Linked DNA regions of Sus scrofa: region 2 is linked to region 1. Evidence: chromatin contacts called from public HiChIP or PLAC-seq data. All regions are on one chromosome and are shown on one strand. Each heading gives the region's core, a stretch centred on a gene start, on an enhancer-like site or on the middle of the called end of the contact. The rest is flanking DNA. Distances are from core to core; before and after follow the strand shown.

Region 1 (5,360 bases), core at 2,499-4,998:
TCACTAGAAGAAAACAACAACAGAATACAGGAGGCAGAAGAATCAGTAATTGAGGTGGAAGACAGACTAGTGGAAGTCACTGATGCAGAACAGAAAAGAGAAAAAAGATTGAAAAGAAATGAAAACAGTCTAAGAGAACTCTGGGACAACATTAAATGCACCAACATCCATATTATAGGGGTGCCAAAAAGAGAGGAGAGATGGAAAGGGCCAGGGGAAAGAGATAATAGCTGAAAACTTCCCTAACATGGGAAAGGAATCACTCACTCAAATCCAGGAAGCACAACGAGTACCATAAAAAATAAACCCAAGGAGGAACACACTGAGCCATATATTAATCAAACTGACCAGAATTAAAGACAAAGAGAAAATACTGAAAGCAGATAGGAAAAAGAAAGAAATAAGGTTACTGGCTGACTTTTCAGCAGAAACTCTGCAGATCAGAAGAGAGGGCCATGGAGTTCCCAATGTGGCTCAGTGGTTAATGAATCTGACTAGCATCCATGAGGACACAGGTTCGATCCATGGTTAAGGATCTGGCATTGCCATGAGCTATGGTGTAGGTCACAGATGCAGCTTGGATCCCATGTTGCTGTAGCTGTGGCATAGGCTGGTGGCTACAGCTCCAAATGGATCCTGAGCCTAGGAACCTCCATATGCCACAGGTGCAGCCCTTAAAATGACAAAAACAAAAAACAAAAAACAAAACAAAACAAAAAAACAACAACCAAGATTACTATACCCAGTAAGGCTCTCATTAAATTTTTTTTTTTTTTTGCTTTTTAGGGCCGCACTTGCAGCATATAGAAGTTGAATCAGAGCTGCAGCTGCTGGCCTATGCTACAGCCATAGCAACACAGGATCTAAGCAGTGTCTACAACCTACACCACAGCTCACAGCAATACCAGATGGTTAACCCACTAAGCAAACCAGAAATTGAACCCACATCCTCATGGTTACTAGTTGGGTTTGTTAGCACTGAGCCACAGTGGGAACTCCTCTCATTCAGATTGAAGGAGAAATCAAAACCTTTACAGACACTCAACCAGCTTTACAACAAATACTAAAGGGACTTCTCTAGGTGGAAAAGAAAAGGCCACAACTAGAAACAAGAATATTATAAATGACAAGGCTCATCTGTAAAGGAATACATATAGTAAAGGCAGGAAATCCACACACAAATATGCTACCAAAACCAGAAATTGTGAGACGATGAGGATACAAATGCAGGATACTGCAGATGCATTTGCAATTAACAGAGAAGCAACTTAAAAAAAAATCTTGCATGTATATAGACACCCATATCAAAACTTCATGGCTGCAAACTAAAAATATGCAACAGATACACAAATAACAAAGAGCAATCCAAACACAACACTAAAGATAGCTATCAGGGAGTTCCCATCATGGCACAGAGGAAACAAACCCAACTAGGAACCATGAAGTTGTGGGTTCAATCCCTGGCCTCGCTCAGTGGGTTAAGGATCCAGCATTGCCATGAGCTGTGGTGTAGGCCATCAGCAACAGCTCCGATTAGACCCCTGGCCTGGGAACCTCCGCACCTCCAAGGGTGCGGCCCTTTAAAAAAAAAAAAGCAAGCAAACAAGCAAGCAAGCAAGCAAGAAAGTTATCAGTCACAAGAAAAGAGAACAAGAGAAGAAGGGAACGGAAGAAAAAAGACCAACAAAAACAAATCCAAAACAATTAACAAAATGGCAATAAGCACATACATATTAATAATTACCTTAAATGTAAATGGACTAAATTAAATGCCCCAACCAAAAGACATAGACTGGCTGAATGCATACAAAATAAGACCCATATATATGCTGTCTTCAAGAAACCCACTTCAGGATTTCCTGCTGTGGTGCAACAGGATCACTCTTATCTTGGGGGCACTGGGATGCAAGTTTGATCCCTGGGCCCAGTACAGTGGGTTAAGGATCCAGTGTTGCGAAAGCTGTGGATTAGGTCTCAAATGCAGCTCGGATATGATCCCTGGCTGGGTCCATATGCCATTGAGTGGCCAAAAAAGAAGAAAAAAAAAGATACCCACTTCAGTTCTAGTGACACATACAAACTGAAAGTGAGAGGATGGAAAAAAATACTCCATGCAAATGGAAATCCAAGGAAAGCTGGAGGAGTTCCCATTGTGGCACAGAGGAAATGAACCCGGCTAGTATCCATGAGAACTCGGGTTTGATCCCTGGCCTTGCTCAGTGGGTCAAGGGTCTGGCATTGCTATGAGCTGTAGTGTAGGTCACAGACTTAGCTTGGATCCCAAGTTACTGTGGCTGTGGCTCTGATTTGACCCCTAGCCTGGGAATTTCCATATGCCATGGGTGCAGCCCTAAAAAACCAAGCAAGCAAGTAAGAAAGCAAGGAAGAAAGAAAGGAAGGAAGAAAGATATAAATGAACTTAGTTGTAGAATGGAAACAGACTCACAGACTTTGAAAAATTTAAGGTCACCAAAGGGGACAGGTGGGAGAGGAGGGATGGACTGGGGGTTTAGGACAGAAAAGTTCTAAAATTAGGTTGTGATGATGTCTGTAAAACTATAAATATAATAAAATTCAATGAATTACAATAAACAAACAAATAAATAAAAGGTAATCATACACTATATACCTGGAGGCCATCATACCTTTGGCTGTCCATCTGAGTCTTTGTCTCACTGGGAAGGAAGCACCATGAAGGAAGGTATGATTTCAATGAGACAGCTCTGAGGAAATATTTGCCTGGGGTTAAGATGGAATCACACTTGTCCACAGTTTTACAGCTTTATGACCTAGCAGGAAGAATCAGGATAAGAACATGGCTAGGCGCTGGCCTCCAAGAGGCATTTTTCCTGTCTTTTTCAGCTAGAGGCTGAGAGATGCAGCTAGCTGTTGAAGCTGCTTCTTTCTGGTATCCTCCACGTGGCATTTTCAGGTTTGTTGAGGGAGCAGAGCTGAACCACATCAAGTCTCTCAGTGCCAGAGAAAGGGGAAACAGTAATAAAGGAGAGAACAGTTGGGATCAGAGAGTGGATGATCTTCTACCTAGACTGCTTGGGAAGCAATGCCTCTCATTATTATGTGCAGTTCTAGATTTCCTCTGTGTTTTTAACCTGTGACAATAATTATTCAGCAATTTTCAGTGGCCTCTGTTATGGGCTGAAATTTGTTCCCTTCAAAAAGATACACTGAAGGCCTAATTCCCAGTACCTCAAAATGTGATCTGACTTTGAAACAGAGTCCTTACAGAAATAATCAAGTTAAGATGAGGTCATTTAAGTGGGCTCTAATCCATTATGACTGGTTTCCTATAAAAAGCGTAGATTTGAACACAGTGACAGACACACTCAGAGAGAAGATGTGCAGGTACACAGGGAAAAGAAAACCATGCGTCTGGAGCATCTACGTGCCAAGAGACACCAAGGACTGCTGGCAAACACCAGAAGCTAGAAGAGGCAAGAAAGGATTCTTCCTTCGAAACATTAGAGAGAGCATAGCTCTGATGACACCTTGATTTCTGACTTCTAGCTTCCAGAATGGTGAGACAATAAATTTGTTGTTTTAAGCCAGGGAATTTTTTGTACTTTGTTATAGTAGCCCTAGGAAACTAGTATAGCCTCAAAAGCAGAGTGTTATTCCTTAAACCAGTCAGATTTTACTTTAAAAGTCTCAGTGAATTACTGCTGCTAGCTGAGGAGATTACAGTCTAGGTCAGTAGTTCACCAGCAGGGTGGGTGGAGAACAGTGGTGGTGACAGCAAATCATAAATCCTAGGGAGCTATTTCACAATTAACATGCCCAAGCTCCATCCAGAACCTGATGATTCAGAATATGAGTGGGGGATAGCCAACATTTATTTTTTTCATTTTGTGGCTACACCCACAGCATGTGGAGTTCCCGGGCCAGGGATTGAATCCAAGCTACAGCTATGACCTATGCCACAGCTGCAGCAACCCCAGGTCCTTCAAGCCACTGCACCAGGCCAGGGACTGAACCTGTGCCTCAGCAGTGACCCGAGTCGCTGTGGTTGGATTCTTAACCTGCTGCACTATGGCGGGAACTCCATAATATATATTTATTTATTCATGTCTTTTTAGGGCTGCACCTATGGCATATGGAGGTTCCCAGGCTAGGGGTCTAATTGGAGCTGTAGCCACTGGCCTACACCACAGCCATAGCAACATCAGATCTGAGCCCCTTATGCAACCTACACTACAGCTCATGGCAATGCCAGATCCTTAATCCACTGAGTGAGGCCAGGTATCAAACCTGCATCTTCATGGATGTTAGTCAGATTCGTTTCTGCTGGGAAACTCCAACATATATTTTAAAAACAAGCTCCTCAATGGAGTTCCCGTCGTGGCTCAGTGGTTAACGAATCTGACTAGGAACCACGAGGTTGCAGGTTCAATCCCTGGCCTCGCTCAGCAGATTAAAGATCCAGCATTGCTGTGGCTGTGGTGTAGGCCAGCGGCTACAGCTCCGATTAGACCCCTAGCCTGGGAACCTTCAAATGCTGAAGGTGCGGCCCTAGAAAAGACAAAAAGACAAAAAAAATAATAATAATTATAAAAAATTTAAAAATAAAAACAAGCTCCTCAAGTAATATCACTCTTTCACCCCAACAAATGAGTAACACTAAGCTTCAACAAAAGGATGAAACTTCAGGTCTTCCTCAAATTGATCTGTAGATTTAATGTAATCACAATCAAAATCTCAGTACTTTTCCTTTCCCATAAAAAGAAAGATGATCCTAAAATCTATACAGAAGTGCCAAGGCAATCTTGAGAAAGTATGATAGAGCTGGAAGACTTAACAATACTAGATATCAAGATATATAAAGCTATAGTTATTAAGACAGTGTAGCACTGACACAAGATTAGACAAATGTATGAATGGAACTGAAGAGAGAGCCTAGAAAAATATCCACTCGTACATCACTTGATTTATGACATATGTGACATTGCAGTGCAGTGGGGGAAAGGATGGTCATTTCAATACAGTGCTGGGTCAACTTGGTATTCATCTGAAAAAAAACAGAATCTTAACTCCCAATTCATATCCTAAACAGAAATCAATTTCAGATATACTCTAAGTATAAATATGAAAAGAAAAACAGTTCTCAGAAAAAATATGCAAATATCTTCATTATTTTGGGAAAGGTAAAATTTTCTTAAACAAGACACAAAAAGCATTAACTATAGAAGAAAAAAAAGATAAACTAGACTTTATAAAAACAAAGAACTTCCATTCATGAAAAGGTACCATTAAGAGAAAAGGTAAGATATGGGAGAAGATAGTTATGATACAGATAATTGACAAAGGACTCATAACCATAACATACACAAAGAACTCCTAACAAA
Region 2 (5,741 bases), core at 322-2,821, 130 kb after region 1:
AGAATATCTTTTCTCACTATGCAATATAAAGCTACTGTCTATAAAGGGAGGGAATCTGCAATCATGCCAGTAACATCACAAAGTGATAACTAATTCAGACCTTCAAGCAACAGAAATGACCCACTTTTACTTGGTCTAATCCTATGGTTCTATAGCAGAGCCAAGGCTACCAAATGTTGCCCCTGTGTATTAGGTGGTGTGATGTTCATTACAAATTAGGAAAGAGAGTCAGTAATTCTGAGGCAAATGGGAAACAGCAGTTTTGTGCCTCATGATACTCTTGTGTTCAGGTCTCTTCCTCTCCTCTTCTCTTCTCTACCCAGTCTCATCCTGCCAAGACCTTTCACAGATAAGAAAAGCAGCTGATAAACAACTACTTCCCACAGGACAGCTGCTGGTTATAGCACAAGGGATTATTACTCTCCAGGGGTATGAATACTTTAATAGGAAACTCAAAAACCTTTAAATCCCAAAGGAATTGAAGTCAAGTTAATAGGGAATGTTGTAAGACATCCCAGCATTTCATTGAATCACAGTAAATAAATTCAAATTCAACAACTGTTTTTTTTTTCAAATTCAACAATTGTTTATTGATGATCTACCACACCATCAATCACAAAGATAAGGCATGGTTCCTGCCCATTGGAAGAAGACAAAATAGAAAATACTAGCTTTGGTTTACTGGATTATCTGCTATACAATAGGTACTAAGCTAACAGCTTTTAATGAGCAATTTGTATCAAGTATTATACTTAGCTCAATGCTTAGCAAATAACACATGTTCAGTATATTGCAGCCATGATTACTATAATCATTACCTCCATAACTGCATTTAGTCTTTATTTCTGCTCTATGAAGTAGTTATTAGCCTTACTTTAAGACAGGAAACTGAGGCTCAGAGAAGCTGTGTAATATGTTCAAGGTCATACAGCTATTAATAGCCAAAATTCAAACTCAAGTCTCTATGATTCTATAATTTGTTATTAACACTGATACAATATTCAACTTTCCTACAACATTAATAGAAACATGTTTAATTTCACCTGGAAGTCTGAGAGTTGGCTAACAAGACTATGCCATAAAGAAGTGACATGGGAGTTCCCGTCGTGGTGCAGTGGTTAACGAATCTGACTAGGAACCATGAGGTTGCGGGTTCGATCCCTGCCCTTGCTCAGTGGGTTAACGATCCGGTGTTGCCATGAGCTGTGGTGTAGGTTGCAGACGCAGCTCGGATCCCGCATTGCTGTGGCTCTGGTGTAGGCTGGCGGCTGCAGCTCCGATTTGACCCCTAGCCTGGGAACCTCCATATGCCTCGGGAGCAGCCCAAAGAAATAGCAAAAAGACAAAAAAAAAAGAAAGAAAGAAAAAATGAACAACAACAAAAAAAGAAGTGACATGTAAGCTGGGTCCTGAATGACAACTGATTCACCAAGTGGGAATGAAAGGGGGTGAGAGTAGAGTTTGGTCCAGGTAAAAAACGATGAGGGTCTGAACAAAGGAAGTGGCAGTAAGTACAGAGAAGAGGGGTCATAACAAGAGCTATACAAGAGATAGGCCTTGGTGACTCACTAGATATGAGTAGAGAAGAAAATGCAAAGATGACTCAGAACTTTCTAGTTTGGGTAAAAGGAAGGAAATAGTCTCATTATTGAAATTGAGAAAAATGAGGTGGGCTTTAGGAGACCATTTTGTTTAGGATATTGTGCGTTTGAAGTACATGGGGGACAACCAAGCAAAGAAATATTAGGCAGCTGAAACCATGGTCAAACTTCAGAAAGAGGTCAGGGCAGAGGACAAAGAATTGGGAGTCACTGCAAGTGACTACAATAATTTGAAAAAAATGACAGTATAAGAGATTGATGTGTAAGTAGCATTCATGCTATCTACATATAAGGCCAGTCTTAACACTGGAACCATATTGAACTCTGAAAATAAACAGGGCTTTAATACATGCCCACAAATCAACATATGCCCAATACCTCCAGAGTCAGATTTAAAACATTGAGGTTGTTGGCACAGAGGACAAAGACTTCAGTCTTTTTATCCTTGTATCTTCCAATACATATCTAGCAAACCAGATGTTTAATAAATAGATGATGAGCAAAAAGCATGAATGAAGGAAGCACAGAGAATAAAACAGAATGCCTTAAGTTATATAGTTCAAGTGGTAGAATGGACACTAGAATCCAGGTGCTCTCAATCTTGTATGCTTTATATTCCACAGGTTTCTCCAACATCCTCCTGCCCCTATCCCTACCTCAAGAACAATAATATTAAGAATAAAAGTATTCTTAAATCTCAAACAAGAATATAAATGTTCCCTTCAAAGCTCCATTTTACTAAAGGGCATCTCTGAAAAAATCCACAGTTAACATCATACTTAAGAGTAAAACAGTGAACGTTTTCCCCTAAAATCAGGAACAAAGCAAGGATTTCTGCTCTTGCCATTTCTTTTCTTTCTTTCTTTCTTTTTTTCGCTTTTTAGGGCCACACCTGAGGCATATATGCAAGTTCCCAGGCTAGGGATCGAATGGGAGCTTCAGCTGCCAACCTACACTACAACTCACAGCCAATGCCAGATCCCTAACCCACTGAGTGAGGCCAGGGATCAAACCCGAATCCTCATGGATTCTAGCTGGGTTTGTTAACTGCTGAGCCATGACGGGAACTCCTGCTCTTGCCATTTGTATTCAACATTGTATACAGCCCGGGTAGTTAGGCAAGAAAAAGGAAACAAAGATACCCATGTTAAAAAGAAAGAACAAGTGTCTCTATTTGGAGATGATACCATCTTACACAGAGAAAATCCTTAAGAATGCATAAAAAAACTATTAGAGCTAGTAAATGAGTTCAGCAAGGAAGCAAGATAAAATATCAGTAAGTACAAATCAACTGTATTTCTATACACTGCAAAAAGTAACCCAAATATGAAATTCAGAAAACAACTTCACTTACAATAGCATCTAAAATAATAAAATGCTTAGGAAGAAATTTAACAAAAGAAGTGTAAGACTTACATTCTGAAAACTAAAAAACATCACCGAAATAAATGAAAGAAGTCCTAAATAGGAGTTCCCTTCATGGCTCAGTGATTAATGAACCTTGAGGATGCGAGTTCAATCCCTGGCCTCACTCAGTTGCTGTGGCTGTGGTGTAGGCCGGCAGCTACAGCTCTGATTCAATCCCTAGCCTGGGGGCCTCCATAGGCCATGGGTGCAGCCCGAAAGTAGCAAAAAAAAAAAAAAAAAAAAAACAATAAACAAGTCCTAAATAAATGGTAAGAGACCCCAGGTTCATGAATTGTTAAGCCTGTAGTACTGCCTAAATTATGTAATTGATTCAACATACTCTCTATCAAAATCCCAGCTAGATTTTTTTTTTTGCAGAAATGAATAAGCTAACCCTAAAATTCACATGGTAAGGAAAGGGATTGCTATTCCAAAACCTGGAATTCCCCCTGTGGTGCAGAGGGTTAAGATTCCAGAAGCTCAGGTGGCTGTGGAGGTGGAGGTGCCTGGAACAGTGGGTTAAAGGATCTGGCATTACCACAGATGCAGCTCAGATTCAGTCCCTGGCCTGGGAACTTCCACAGGCCATGGGTATGGCTACAAAAAAAAAAAATAATAATAATAATAAACAATTTTATTTTGCTTTTTAGGCCACACCTGGGGCCTATGGAAGTTCCTAGAGCTACAGTTGCTGGCCTATGCCATAGCCACAGCAACACAGGATCCAAGCCATGTCTGCGACCTACACCACAGCTTATGGCAACGCTGGATCCTTAACCCACTAAGCGAGGCCAGGGATCGAACCTGCATCCTCTTAAAAGCTAGTCAGATTTGTTTCCACTGAGCCACGACGGAAACTCCCACCAAAAGAAAATTTTTTTAAAGAGAAAAAAAAAAAAAAAAAAAGGGCAAAGAATTGGAATACACTTATATCCAAAAAAGATAAACAAAATAGAGATCCTGATGTGGCTCAGTGGGTTAAGGACCTGAAGCTGTCTCTATGCAGATGTGGGTTCGATCCCTGGACTCACTCAGTGGGTTAAGGATCCAGTGCAGCCACAAGCTGCACTGAAGGTCACAGATGCAGCTTGGATCTGCTGCTGCTGTGACTGTGGTGTAGGCCATCAGCTACAGCTCCAATTTGACCCCTAGCCTGGGAACTTCCATAGGCCGCAGGTGCAGCCATTTAAAAAAAAAAAAAAAAAAAAAAAAAAAAAAAGCACATGAATGATGCTTAGAATCATGAGTCATTAGAGAAATGCAAATCAAAACCCCAATGAGATACCACTTCACACTCACTAGGATAGATATTAAAAAATTGACAATCAGGAGTTCCTGTCACGGCTCAGCAGAAACGAATCTCACTAGTATCCATGAGGACACAGGTCTGATCCCTGGCCTTGCTCAGTGGGTAAAGGACCTGGCGCTGCTGTGAGCTGTGATATAGGTCACAGACGTGGCTCAGATCTGGCGCTGCTGTGGCTATGGTGTAGGCCAGTGGCTATAGCTCCGATTTGACCCCTAGCCTGGAAACCTCCATATGCCATGGGTGCAGCCCTAAAAAGACCAAAAAAAAAAAAAAAAAAAGAAAGAAAAAGACAATCAGGAGTTCCCTGGTAGCTCATCGAGTTACAGATCCATCATTGTCATTGCTGTGGCATGGGTTCAATCCCTTGCTCCAGAACTTCTGCATGCTGCAGGTACGGCCAAAAATTTTTAAAAGGACAGTCACGAGTGTTGGCCAGGATGTGAAGACATGGGAATCTTCATACACTGCTGGTGGAAATGGAATATGATGCAGCCTACTTAGGAAAAAGTTTGGCAGTTCCTCTAAGATTTAAAACATTAAGCTATCATACAACCCAGCAATTCTCCTCATAGGTATATTCCCAAGAGAAATGAATACATAGCTGGGCAAAAAACTTGTACACAAATGTTCATAACAGCCCCAAAGAGGCAACAGCGCAAACGTCTATCAATGATGAATGGATAAAGAAATATGGTACATCCATACAATGGAACATTTTTCCGCCATGAAAAGGAATGAAATCCTAATACATACTAAACATGGAAGAACCCTGAAAACATTATGCTAAATGAAAGTAGCCAGAACAAAAGGTACATATGGTTTGATTCTATTTACATGAAATGTCCAGAATAGGCAAATTCATAGATACAGAAAGTAAATTAGTCAGAGACGGAGGGAGGAGAAAAGGAAAATGGCTATGTGTGTGAGAGAGAGAGAGACAGAGGGAGAGAGAGATGCTAATAGGGTAATGAAAATATTCTGGAATCACCGTGTTGCACATTTAAAAAAATTTGACTATCAGAGTTTCCATCATAGCTCGGCGGTTAGCAAACCAGACTAGCAACCACGAAGATCCAGGTTCGAGCACTGGCCTTGATCAGTGGGTTAAGGATCCACTGTTGCCGTGAGCTGTGAAGTAGGTGGCAAATGCGGCTTGGATCTGGCATTGCTATGGCTGTGGCATAGGCCAGCGGCTTCAGCTCTGATTGGACCCCTAGCCTGGGAAGCTCCATGCACCACGGGTGGGACCCTTAAAAGACAAAAGACAAAAGAAAAAAGAAAAAAAGTGACTATCTTAATTTTAACAAACGTGTAAGAGGGAAACAAAATCCCTAGACATAATGTGTTTAGCTTACCTCCTCCCCCCAAATTCTTCCAACTATCTAAGTCATTAATGGGTTCTAAAAATAGATTAATTTCTACTT

Evidence for each region. HiChIP or PLAC-seq counts read pairs in DNA pulled down with a chosen protein or histone mark.
Region 2: a contact with region 1 is called in an H3K27ac HiChIP or PLAC-seq map of alveolar macrophages. The contact joins two enhancer-like sites. A contact is called at or near these places in 1 of 47 Hi-C or Micro-C datasets (heart right ventricle) and 1 of 2 datasets of contacts at active chromatin or transcription factors (alveolar macrophages).

The regions. Positions count from the first base shown.
Region 1 is chr1:107,392,788-107,398,147 of Sscrofa11.1, forward strand. All of the region lies in intron 3 of ZNF609 (zinc finger protein 609), which reads right to left. Among named protein-coding and RNA genes, the nearest start is that of OAZ2, 70 kb to the left of the region's middle. Within about 2 kb of position 3,749, at least 11 of the 83 cell types and tissues checked have an H3K27ac peak or open chromatin away from gene starts, as enhancers often do. A contact at or near this core is called in alveolar macrophages, where this site is marked.
Region 2 is chr1:107,524,415-107,530,155 of Sscrofa11.1, forward strand. The region is part of intron 2 of ZNF609 (zinc finger protein 609); the gene reads right to left. Among named protein-coding and RNA genes, the nearest start is that of ZNF609, 56 kb to the right of the region's middle. Within about 2 kb of position 1,572, at least 4 of the 83 cell types and tissues checked have an H3K27ac peak or open chromatin away from gene starts, as enhancers often do. A contact at or near this core is called in alveolar macrophages, where this site is marked.